Regions from separate parts of the Zea mays genome. Here all the other regions are linked to region 2. A link is a contact called in public Hi-C data. All regions are on one chromosome and are shown on one strand. Each heading gives the region's core, a stretch centred on a gene start, on an enhancer-like site or on the middle of the called end of the contact. The rest is flanking DNA. Distances are from core to core; before and after follow the strand shown. Region 1 holds the start of LOC100272243 (Guanylate-binding family protein). Region 2 holds the start of LOC103635335 (Putative homeodomain-like transcription factor superfamily protein). Region 3 holds the start of LOC100278743 (hydroxyproline-rich glycoprotein family protein).

Region 1 (3,274 bases), core at 656-3,155, 330 kb after region 2:
GTATCCAACAACACAAGACTGTATTCAGTTCCATCCAAACCAGTTCTCTTCAAAGGCGTACTCCACATCCAAAGTCCCTTTGTGCAAGGACGATGTGTTGAAGCCACTTGAAAACCGCTGCTTCGCCCAAGAAGCTACATAGAGTGTCAATTTTATCAAGTGATGCAGAGAATTAAACAAAAATAACGTCGATGAAAGAACATCAACTTATATTAAAGCTAGGTATGGGGTATATAGTGACTCGTAAGAATGACACCTCATCTAAAATTACTAATACGTTCTAAATTTCATTTCATGGATCCAAATGAGGTTAAAGAAACTGAGAAGCTTTAGTGTACACACTTACCATCTAGAAAAAGAAAAATAGGAAACAGTAAACTCTTGAATCTATAACCTAGAATACCTAGAAGCAGCAATTTTCCCATACCTTAATTAAAACTACAAAATTACTGAAGTCATTTAAAGACTTTGTACCAGTATGACGCTAACAAAATGAAGATGCTAACAGACCATTTAAAAATGAACAGTAATTGATAATGTTCTGTTATATGCCATTTAAAAATTAGAAGTAATCTTCGCTCCTAGAGTCCTAGTCAATTTGTACCACACCATCCCTTCATCTTTTACAAGTCTAAATCAAATAAGTGAATAACTGTTTAAACAAGTTGAAGCCCGTAGTGATGTTTAACCAAACTTTTGTGTTCCTACTTCCTACACTTTTTTCGCATCCTAGGCACCCACCAGCTTTTGTCAATTATTACTCACGGAGTTCTTTGTTTGGTTTTGCAGAATCCTATGCTTAGCACCACCCAAGCATGGAAATGTAACGTTCATATGATTCCAGAACATAAAAAGGTTCCATGGACTAATTGCACGATGACAACCGGACTAATCCTTAAAAGGAGATAACACACCTACAATCAAAAAGCCAATACTCCTACAGTCAAGAGAAAGCATTCATTTGCTAATAAAAGTGCAATACACCATTCTAATACTGGGATATGTCACAATCCTGTAAGGTGGTCAAATTGTGGTTTAAGTCCATAAACTTCCTTTGAAACACTGATGTTGCTAACAAGAACCACACACCTAATGTATGAACACGTCTTAACCCATAACCATTTCATGAGGAATTAAGCCACACACATTGATACTCCTTAAATTTCAATTCCCTGTCTCTGACTGAAAGTTGCACGCATGTTGAGTTCTATTATCCTAATGCTTCTCGCACTGTCAACTCGCAACATATTTCCGAATTGCGGGCAAAAGCTACAATTCCACCAGTCAATGAGTCAATAAACCCTAGAAGACAAGATTCTACATAAACCCTACAAATCAAGTTGCAAAAATTATCACTTGAACTTTCAAAGGTCCGGCCGAAGCCCCAAACTAAACCAGCGGGTCATCCATCTCAGAAAAACAACGCCGAAACCGTAGCCGCGCACCGCACCGTCGACGCACAGACCCAGGCGTCACCCGAAAAAACCAACTCGCCCCATCGCGCGCCGTACCTGGTTGAGGATGAAGCTCTTGCCCTGGCGCGCGCGGCCGCAGACGGAGACGACCCCGACGGGGCCCTTCACGAGCTGCAGCGCCGCCGCCGCCTCGGGGTCCATCACGAACCTGCCCTTCTCGTCGCAGTACGCCAGGCGCAGCGGCCGCGCGGGACCCGCGACCGCGCCGCCGTCCCCGCTCATGACGGGGGTCGCCTCGCCAGCGCTGGGGCTCCCCCCGCGGAGGCCCAGCATCTGGAACATCGCGAAGTCGCCGCCGACGGCAAGGAGAGGTCCGTGAGCCTGTGTTTTTTCTGCTTTCAAAAAATGGGGAGAGGGAAAGGCGGGTTCAGCAGGGATCGCGAATGCCCTCGTCCCTCCCTCCAAGGTTCAGCAAAAGCAACGAAACGACACGGTCGCTGGCGGAGGTTGAGCCGACGTCGGTTCCCGCCGCTGCGTTGGAACGACGCGACGTGGGCCACGCGGCTGCCCTTAGTGGGCTTCACGCGCTGCGTCTCTGTGCTGCTGAGATGGACTGTTGGGCCTTGATCCGTCCAGAAAGGCTTCCCGTTTCTTTTTCTTTCTTCTTTGAATTCAGCAGGTCGGTGCTGAGCTTGTGACCTGGACTTGTTTTTTTTTCTATTCAAAATATTTTGCCTTTATTTAAATCACGGACCAAGATTTGTGGGACTTGCCGCAAGAATTAAACAAAAATTGTTTGTTTGTAAGTCAGTTTTTTATACTGCTCTTTGATCATCGTGGCTCGTCGTCTGGACAATATTGGGAGTGTCAAATAAAATATACTAGTGGGTTGCCCGTGCGTTGCGACGTCTTACAACAATACCTATGTAAATTATCTACTAAAAAAATTCAAGATTTTTTATTAATTGTCTCTACTCTCCATATAATATTTTTTGATTTGGCTAACTGATATTATTTTTACTTCATCCAATATGTCTTGGTACAACACGACCAATAAAGTGAGCGATTAGAAGAGAGTTCACAACGACTCACTAAACGAACAGAGATTATAAAATAATATAATTCCACCATACAGAGACCAAATAAGAGAAAGTTTGTGGGCTCAAGTTTCTAAAATAAGTCTCATGAACTCAAACTTATAAAAAAGATAGATCAAAATATGGAGTGATTGCTAAAGTCAGGAATCAATAAAAATTGTATGCACTCCATATAAATTATGCTACTTTCTAGCAATTACTAACGTTTAGAACCAACAAATAACCTTTCATTTTACTGTTAGTGTAACAAATCATTGTTGCTCCATCCAATTCAACAACCTCAAACACCATTGAGTTCATTGCGCCAATGTGGTCTCAGAAACGACCTAATGTTTGCAAGAGCCAAGAACGTTGTGTCGTGCTTGTGCTGTAGCCTCGGCCCGTAGTATTGGCCCGGTCCGACACGATTATATTTTTTTATTTTACAAAAAACGTATATACATATATACAATTTATATTTTTATATTAATTATTAAAAATATATAAGCATGATGTTCCACTGGTTAGATAGCTTCACCCAGTGTGTCCCGCCCTTCATTCATCACGGCATTGGTTCAAACCTCACCTCCTACACCGTTTTTTTAACATTTTATGTTGATTTAATCAAATGGGACGACGAGCTAACGAGCTGGCCCGACACAGTCAGCAGGTCGACATGACATGCCTGGCCAGAGTTATGGCCCACAGACGTTTGGCTCGTGCCGGGCCGCCATTTGGCCATCTATAGGCGTGTATCAGGTTAATTTGAAATAGCTACGAGAA
Region 2 (3,257 bases), core at 74-2,573:
GAGTGGGAGCCGGTTTACACGACAGAGCCGGAGCCCAGGAAAACCGGCTCCGCACCGCTCGACGCTCTCTCTCCCATGCCTCCTCTCTCTCCGGCGCTATCTGTTAGGGCTTTGTAGCAAGTTGCTATGTAGCAAGTACTGGCAAGTAGCAACAAATAATAGATTATCTACTGGCAAGTATTATACGTTGCAGTTCTCTATCAGAAAGAGTTTCAGTTAGTTGTTTGATATAATACAGTTTCACTACATATTTTTTCACCGTAACATTCTTTTGTTGTAACAATGTTCTATAAAATATTTTTTCATCATAACCTTTTGTCTCATATATAAAATTACAAAATGCAAGAGGAACCATTTTACCAGACGATTTGCAAAAAGACACTAGCATCTGTGGAGGAGCTACTCCTCCAGAGAAGTCGGAGTCGAAGCCCTGCCAAACTAACCTTACACATTACCTAAAAAATAAACACTTGAAATATGCCATGGAGTACTTACCTCACCCATGTGAGAGCTTTGTGCTTAGTCGTAGCACACCACTCCTAGTCTCCTCCTACATACAGTCATGACATAGTTCCAAATCCCGCTCGATAATCGTCTGTCACCGTAAAAATGGACATGGGGATAATTTTCGAAAATTTTGTTTTAAAAAATTGAAGTAAAAATCATAAAAATGGAAAAATCTATTAAAATCCTACCATTTTTTAAAAACTAATAAAAAATTTCTGGTAGTAAATCACTGGAAACCGCTCGAAATTCATCGAAAACCCTTCGAGAATAGCATTTTTTGTTTTTTTAATTATTAAATTGGAATCCATTTGAGATCTACAAAAGTCGGTAAAATTTGAGTGTTTTTTCGATTTCACTCGTCATCGAGATTGGGTGTGAAACAATATAGTAAACCCTGAGTCACGATCGTGAAAAGTAAGGGGATGTTTGGTTTGGGGAATAACTCCCTTCAATATGAGGTGGTGCAGTCCATTCTTTAAATTTGGTAGTATAATCTTATTTCACCGTCTTTTCATTTCTCACTCTTTTTTGTTTGGGTTTAGAATGGAATGAATTGATCTATCATCACCTTATTTCTCATAATTAGTTAGTTAGTAGTAACACTTCATAAGACCTTATTCGATTGTTCCTATCACATATGAATTGAGTGAGATTGAAAAAAATTATATATTTTTTAAACTTGTTTAGAATTTAAATCACCTAATTCACTCAATCCACATAGATTGGAAGCACCACTTCGACCTGCCTCGGGTGCACGGCTGGCCAGACCCGCAGACCATCGAGCGCAGACTCGTCCACCGGTCGAGCTTGGGGCTCGGGCACCATTTGGTACGCGAAGCGCGGCCACCCACCGGGCCCCGCCTCCGTAGGCCACAAACATTCCGCGCCCCAGGCCACAGAAGATCCGCCAAACTGTTCTACGATCTCATCGCACGAACGAGGAAGGCCCGCAACCACAGCCAACCTATGAACCCCACCCGCCGCGAGATTCACAACGCGCACGCAAGAAATCCACACCGCACCAAGAACAGATCCACATCGCCCCCCCTTTCTTTCCTGGGCTGCTGACCCTGACTCCTCCCTCCGCATAGAGGGAAAAAAGGAATACCAGGCAGCGCAGGCGCGCGGAACGGAAGAGCACCAAACGCCAGCAGCAGCAGCAGCGAGGCAAAATAATAAAAAGTCGGAGGCATCAAATCCAAAAGGTTTTTATTAGCATGGAAGCGAAATCCAAACCCCTGACCAATTCGGGCCGAGCAGCAGGCGGAGGAGGAGTTGCATCCGTGGCCTCCCGTGTTGCTCCTCCTCGCGCCCGCGTCCCTATTACTTCTCCGCGTCCGTGCTGGGGCGCGGCGCGCCCACCGATCCTGTTCTACCTCGCGTCTGCGCTGCGACGTTACCTGCTGCTGTCGCCCGTCGGTGGTGGAATTCGTCGCGCGGATCGAGCCGCGGGCTCGATTCGGGCTTGGCGCCTCTGTATATATGTCGGAATTCGCCGTAGCGTGTGATTAGGTTTTGTTGTTCTTCTGTGTCGGCCTGGTCTTCGCGTGTTGTGTTTTGTTGTCTGGCGGAGGCGAATCTAGGGTAACGGTCAGTCGGGAATGGAGTCCTCCGACGACGGGGGCTCCGGGCCGGCGGCAGGGAGTCCCGGCCCTCCGTCGGCCCCCGCAGCCGTTGGCGGTGCGAGTAGCGCTCCTGGCGCGTCTGGATCCGGCGGGAAGCCGCCGGTGAAGCGCGTCATGAAGACGCCCTACCAGCTGGAGGTCCTCGAGAGGACGTACGCAGGTTCGTCGGCTATTGATGATTCTGAAACGTTTTGATGGTTTGTTTTTGCGAGCTTTTGATCGAACTGTGCGTGTGGTTTTCATGGGGATTCTGTTTTGCGCAGAGGACTCGTATCCCAACGAGACGAAGCGGGCGGAGCTGTCGGTGCAGTTGAACCTCACAGACAGGCAGCTTCAGATGTGGTTCTGCCACCGCCGGCTCAAGGACCGGAAACCGCCGGCCAAGAGGCAGCTAAGGGACGAGGAGGTTAGCGTCCCAGTCATAGGGCCGCCGCCACCTGTGCTTCCGCCTCCATTGCCTCCCAGCGAGATGATGGTGGGGACTGTCGGAACCTATGGTGAGCAGCTGCTGCCCTATTCCAGGAGAGGGTCTGGCCGGTTATCGGCTGCACCTAGGTTATCTGTGCCGGAGATTGGGAGGAGGTACTATGAACCGCCACAAGTCATGCTGCCTCATATGGCACCAGTGCACCTTATGCAAGCAGAGCACCGGGTGATCGATTCTGTGGAAGCACTTATAGGGGAACCTTTGAGGGACGATGGACCAGTGCTTGGTATTGAATTTGATCCACTTCCTCCTGGTGCATTTGGAGCACCTATCGGTGAGAACCTTGTGTGCTCTTGATTTGTTGTATTTGATGCCTTAATATTTATTTTAAAATAAATTTACAGTAGATACACACATGGTTTCAAAGGCGTTGCCTAGGCAACACCTAGGCGTCCAGGCGCCCAAAAGTTCTAGGCGCCCCTGTCGCCTAGCTAAGAATCAGCAATAAAGGTAAGAGGGGAAGGGAAAGAGGCCTAGCAGAGATTTGGTGGAGCGGGAGCGGCGGCATAAAGCTCGGGAGAGCGGCAGTCGGCGACGCAGAACTCGGGGGAGTTGCGGCTGGTGGCGCAGAGCTCGGGGGCAGCAGCGGGGCAGAGCTCGGGAGAGCAGGAGAGGCGGCACTGAGACAGAGCAGCGGC
Region 3 (2,962 bases), core at 246-2,745, 440 kb before region 2:
CTTTGTACTAATTCAAACTAGGCACCCTATGTCCAGTGATCAGGGTCGTTTGTGTTGCTATGTCCTAGGTGTTCAAACTAGGCCACCCGATAATTTTATACTCTCTAAATGTCATGCATAGTTTTAAAAAACATTACTTTATACTATAAGATGTTTAGTTGCATTTCTAAAAAATGTGTTTTAAAACTATAGTATTCTAGATACAATGGTATTTTTAGAGTACTAGAACTTTTATTCCAACCCAAAAAATTTATGGTGTAACTAGCTTTTGATAATTAATATGGTTGTTAAAGGTATATACTAGAGGTATTCAAGACTAATTGAGCGAACAAGACCGGGCCTAAGGGCTCGACTAGTAGCGGATCCACGTGGGGGGCAAAGGGGGCCATGGCCCCCTTAATTTTTAGTATGTCTTATATCTAGTGTTCATTTATTGTTAAGTATAGAAAAAAATAAAAGTTTTAGGTAGATTAAACCAGTTCTATCATAGGTCTCTTAGTCGGATCAGTTCAATCCTCCTAATTCTCGTCCTCCTTCTCAATCCAATTTTTGCATCTATCTGTCTGATCTAATTCTTTCCAATGCCACCTGAACCAATATGCTCTGATGCCCTGTTCCTGACACTCTGATGCCCTGTTCATTTATTGTTGTCCGACCCTGACCCTTTTCTGACGCCCCATCTCCGAAAGACGATCAGCGAGCGCCGATTCTCCGTCGGAGACGTCGCTTGACCCCGCCTCCTTCCCGATGGCTCCACACTTCGAGAAGATCGACAATCAATATTTGAAAAGGCACACATAGTTTGGGTTCGGTCATCAAAAAGTTAGCAGTATGTTTGCTTATTTTATTCATATAGTTTTCTTTTTAAACCTGTATCAATATATTGACATGAAATTTAAATTCTATGTAGCACTAGTTTTTTACGGGTTTGCTTAATTTTATCGTAGGGTCTTTTTAGCCCCTGTGGATTCTCGTCCTGTGCCCACCACTGAGCACGACTATAGTTCTTGCATCTAGGAATAGGGTCAACTAGGCCGATAAGGAGTCCTTATGTGGCCGAAGACTAGATAAGTAAGATAATCTTTCTGTAACCATCCGTGTTGGAACACACTAAAAGGATAAATCGTATAAGCATACGTCATAGACAATAGACAACACAACACAGAGAACATAAGTATTATCTCGTACTGAGAACCTGTCTAAATACTCGAGTCTTCTATACATTATCTTCGGTTATCTCGATCTCATAGCGTATGCAAATAATAACCAGTATTTTTAGAGATAACACAAATTATAATATTATTGTGACAATTATGAAGTATAATAGTATAAAATTGTGGTTTGAAGAATTATGACGTCATGGATCTATGTGCAAACAATGTTTTTCAGGAGGGCTCAATTGAAGAAAAAAAAACACGAGCGTGCTCGCCCCATCCTTTTTCTTCTCCGTTTCACCCCCTCGTGCGCTCTCACTCTCACTCTCCCTTTCTCTCGTGGAGACGACTGGGCGACCGCCGGCGCCGACCTACACCAGGTGCCCAGGCCTTCGTCGGGACCATCGCCGGCGACGAACACCCACCAGGTATGCGCACCTCTTGTCTTCCCTTCCAGCTGCGCGAAACCGAGCATACCAACCCTAACTTAAGCTATTTGGCTTGTTTGCAGCTGGATCTGATCCAATTACAGGTGCATACACGCATTATGCCTACTAATTTCGATTTTTTGCAAAAAAAAAAAATCGGGTGCGTATGTGTACACTCATGCCATTTACTGGGTTCGCTTCTGACCCCGAGCAACCGTGTGTGTATACAGTCAGAAATGTCTTCAGTTGGGAGAAGCAATGGCACCAGGGCGGCGAATGGTGCAGCTGCCATCAGTACTTCCACGACGGAAGCAGGCTCAGCCGACGCCAGATTTCACTCCCAACTACTACATCAGGACAGGGTACATACACTACACGGCTCGTTGTTCCCTGGGCGGATGCAATCGGACTTGTGCTTTAGCTGCAGCTTTTGCCTTACACGCTTTAGATACGTGCACGACAGGATCGGTACCGGAATTTTTAGTAGGCCTTGACGACCTAGATTGGCAATTTGGCCCAGCCTTTGTTTACTCAGTACGAATTGTACTGCCCTGCAGTCGTTACTCGTTACACCTTGAAACTGGGCATCTTTACCAGCAATAATTTGGCTTCTGAAGTACTATATATATATGCTCCGTTGCTTCTATCAGATAACTTGTTCAGTTGGATTTTGCTTTTGCTAGTTGTAATGCACACGTTTTGCACTCCTCACATTTTTTTCCAGTGCCAGAGCACGGTTTTGCTTTTGCAATACCATTCCTCCAGAGCATATATGTACTAATAGGTTCTTGATTTTACCCCTCGATACACTCACCCATTTAAGTTGAAGTGGGGGGCAAAATAGCTTTTACTCCTGGATAATCCTTGCTTTATGATATTTTCCCCTTTTGAATACCTTTGGATTTGAGAAACACTAACATTTCGTATGTTCTTTTGCATGATTGCCTTTTATGCTTATTGTCATATAATTGTTCTCCCCATAATGATGGTAAAAAACTAAAAATATATATTTTTTTGCATAGCAAGTATAGAACTATAGATAACTTGTCCTTTGAAATCTCTTTGTCACGTGCTTCCTTTTTATTTCTGAGGTGACAACTAAGTTATTTGCTTGGACTAACATGTGCTTCTACTATAAACAGCAAAGTAGATGGGCTGGCTGCTTTTCAGGCTTATCATGTTTCGGATCGCAGAAGGGCGGGAAAAGAATTGTTCCTGCAGCACGCACTTCTGATGGGAATGGATCAAATACTCGTGGAAATGGTCTCCAGTCTGGTGCCAATTCAAACCAAAATCTGCCTATGAATTTATCTCTTCTAGCTCCACCATCATCACCAGCATCCTTCTCAAACTCTGCGCTTCCTTCGACTGCTCAATCAC

What was found. A called contact is a pair of places that touch in the nucleus more often than the background predicts.
Region 1: a Hi-C map of endosperm shows a contact between it and region 2, with 3 times the contacts expected there. The contact joins the promoter of LOC100272243 here to the promoter of LOC103635335 in region 2. A contact is called at or near these places in 8 of 25 Hi-C or Micro-C datasets (bundle sheath, ear, endosperm and 5 more).
Region 3: a contact with region 2 is called in a Hi-C map of endosperm, with 2.6 times the contacts expected there. The contact joins the promoter of LOC100278743 here to the promoter of LOC103635335 in region 2. A contact is called at or near these places in 3 of 25 Hi-C or Micro-C datasets (ear, endosperm and leaf).

Annotation. Positions count from the first base shown.
Region 1 is chr8:70,711,619-70,714,892 of Zm-B73-REFERENCE-NAM-5.0, forward strand. LOC100272243 (Guanylate-binding family protein) reads right to left here and starts at 1,906. Exons shown (of 14, transcript XM_008656297.4): 1 at 1,512-1,906; 2 at 1-134. The coding sequence starts at 1,757.
Region 2 is chr8:70,379,339-70,382,595 of Zm-B73-REFERENCE-NAM-5.0, forward strand. It overlaps LOC103635335 (Putative homeodomain-like transcription factor superfamily protein), which reads left to right and starts at 1,324. Exons shown (of 18, transcript XM_008657816.3): 1 at 1,324-2,292; 2 at 2,396-2,893. The coding sequence starts at 2,109.
Region 3 is chr8:69,941,231-69,944,192 of Zm-B73-REFERENCE-NAM-5.0, forward strand. It overlaps LOC100278743 (hydroxyproline-rich glycoprotein family protein), which reads left to right and starts at 1,496. Exons shown (of 5, transcript NM_001151921.1): 1 at 1,496-1,582; 2 at 1,666-1,686; 3 at 1,813-1,944; 4 at 2,725-2,962. The coding sequence starts at 1,819.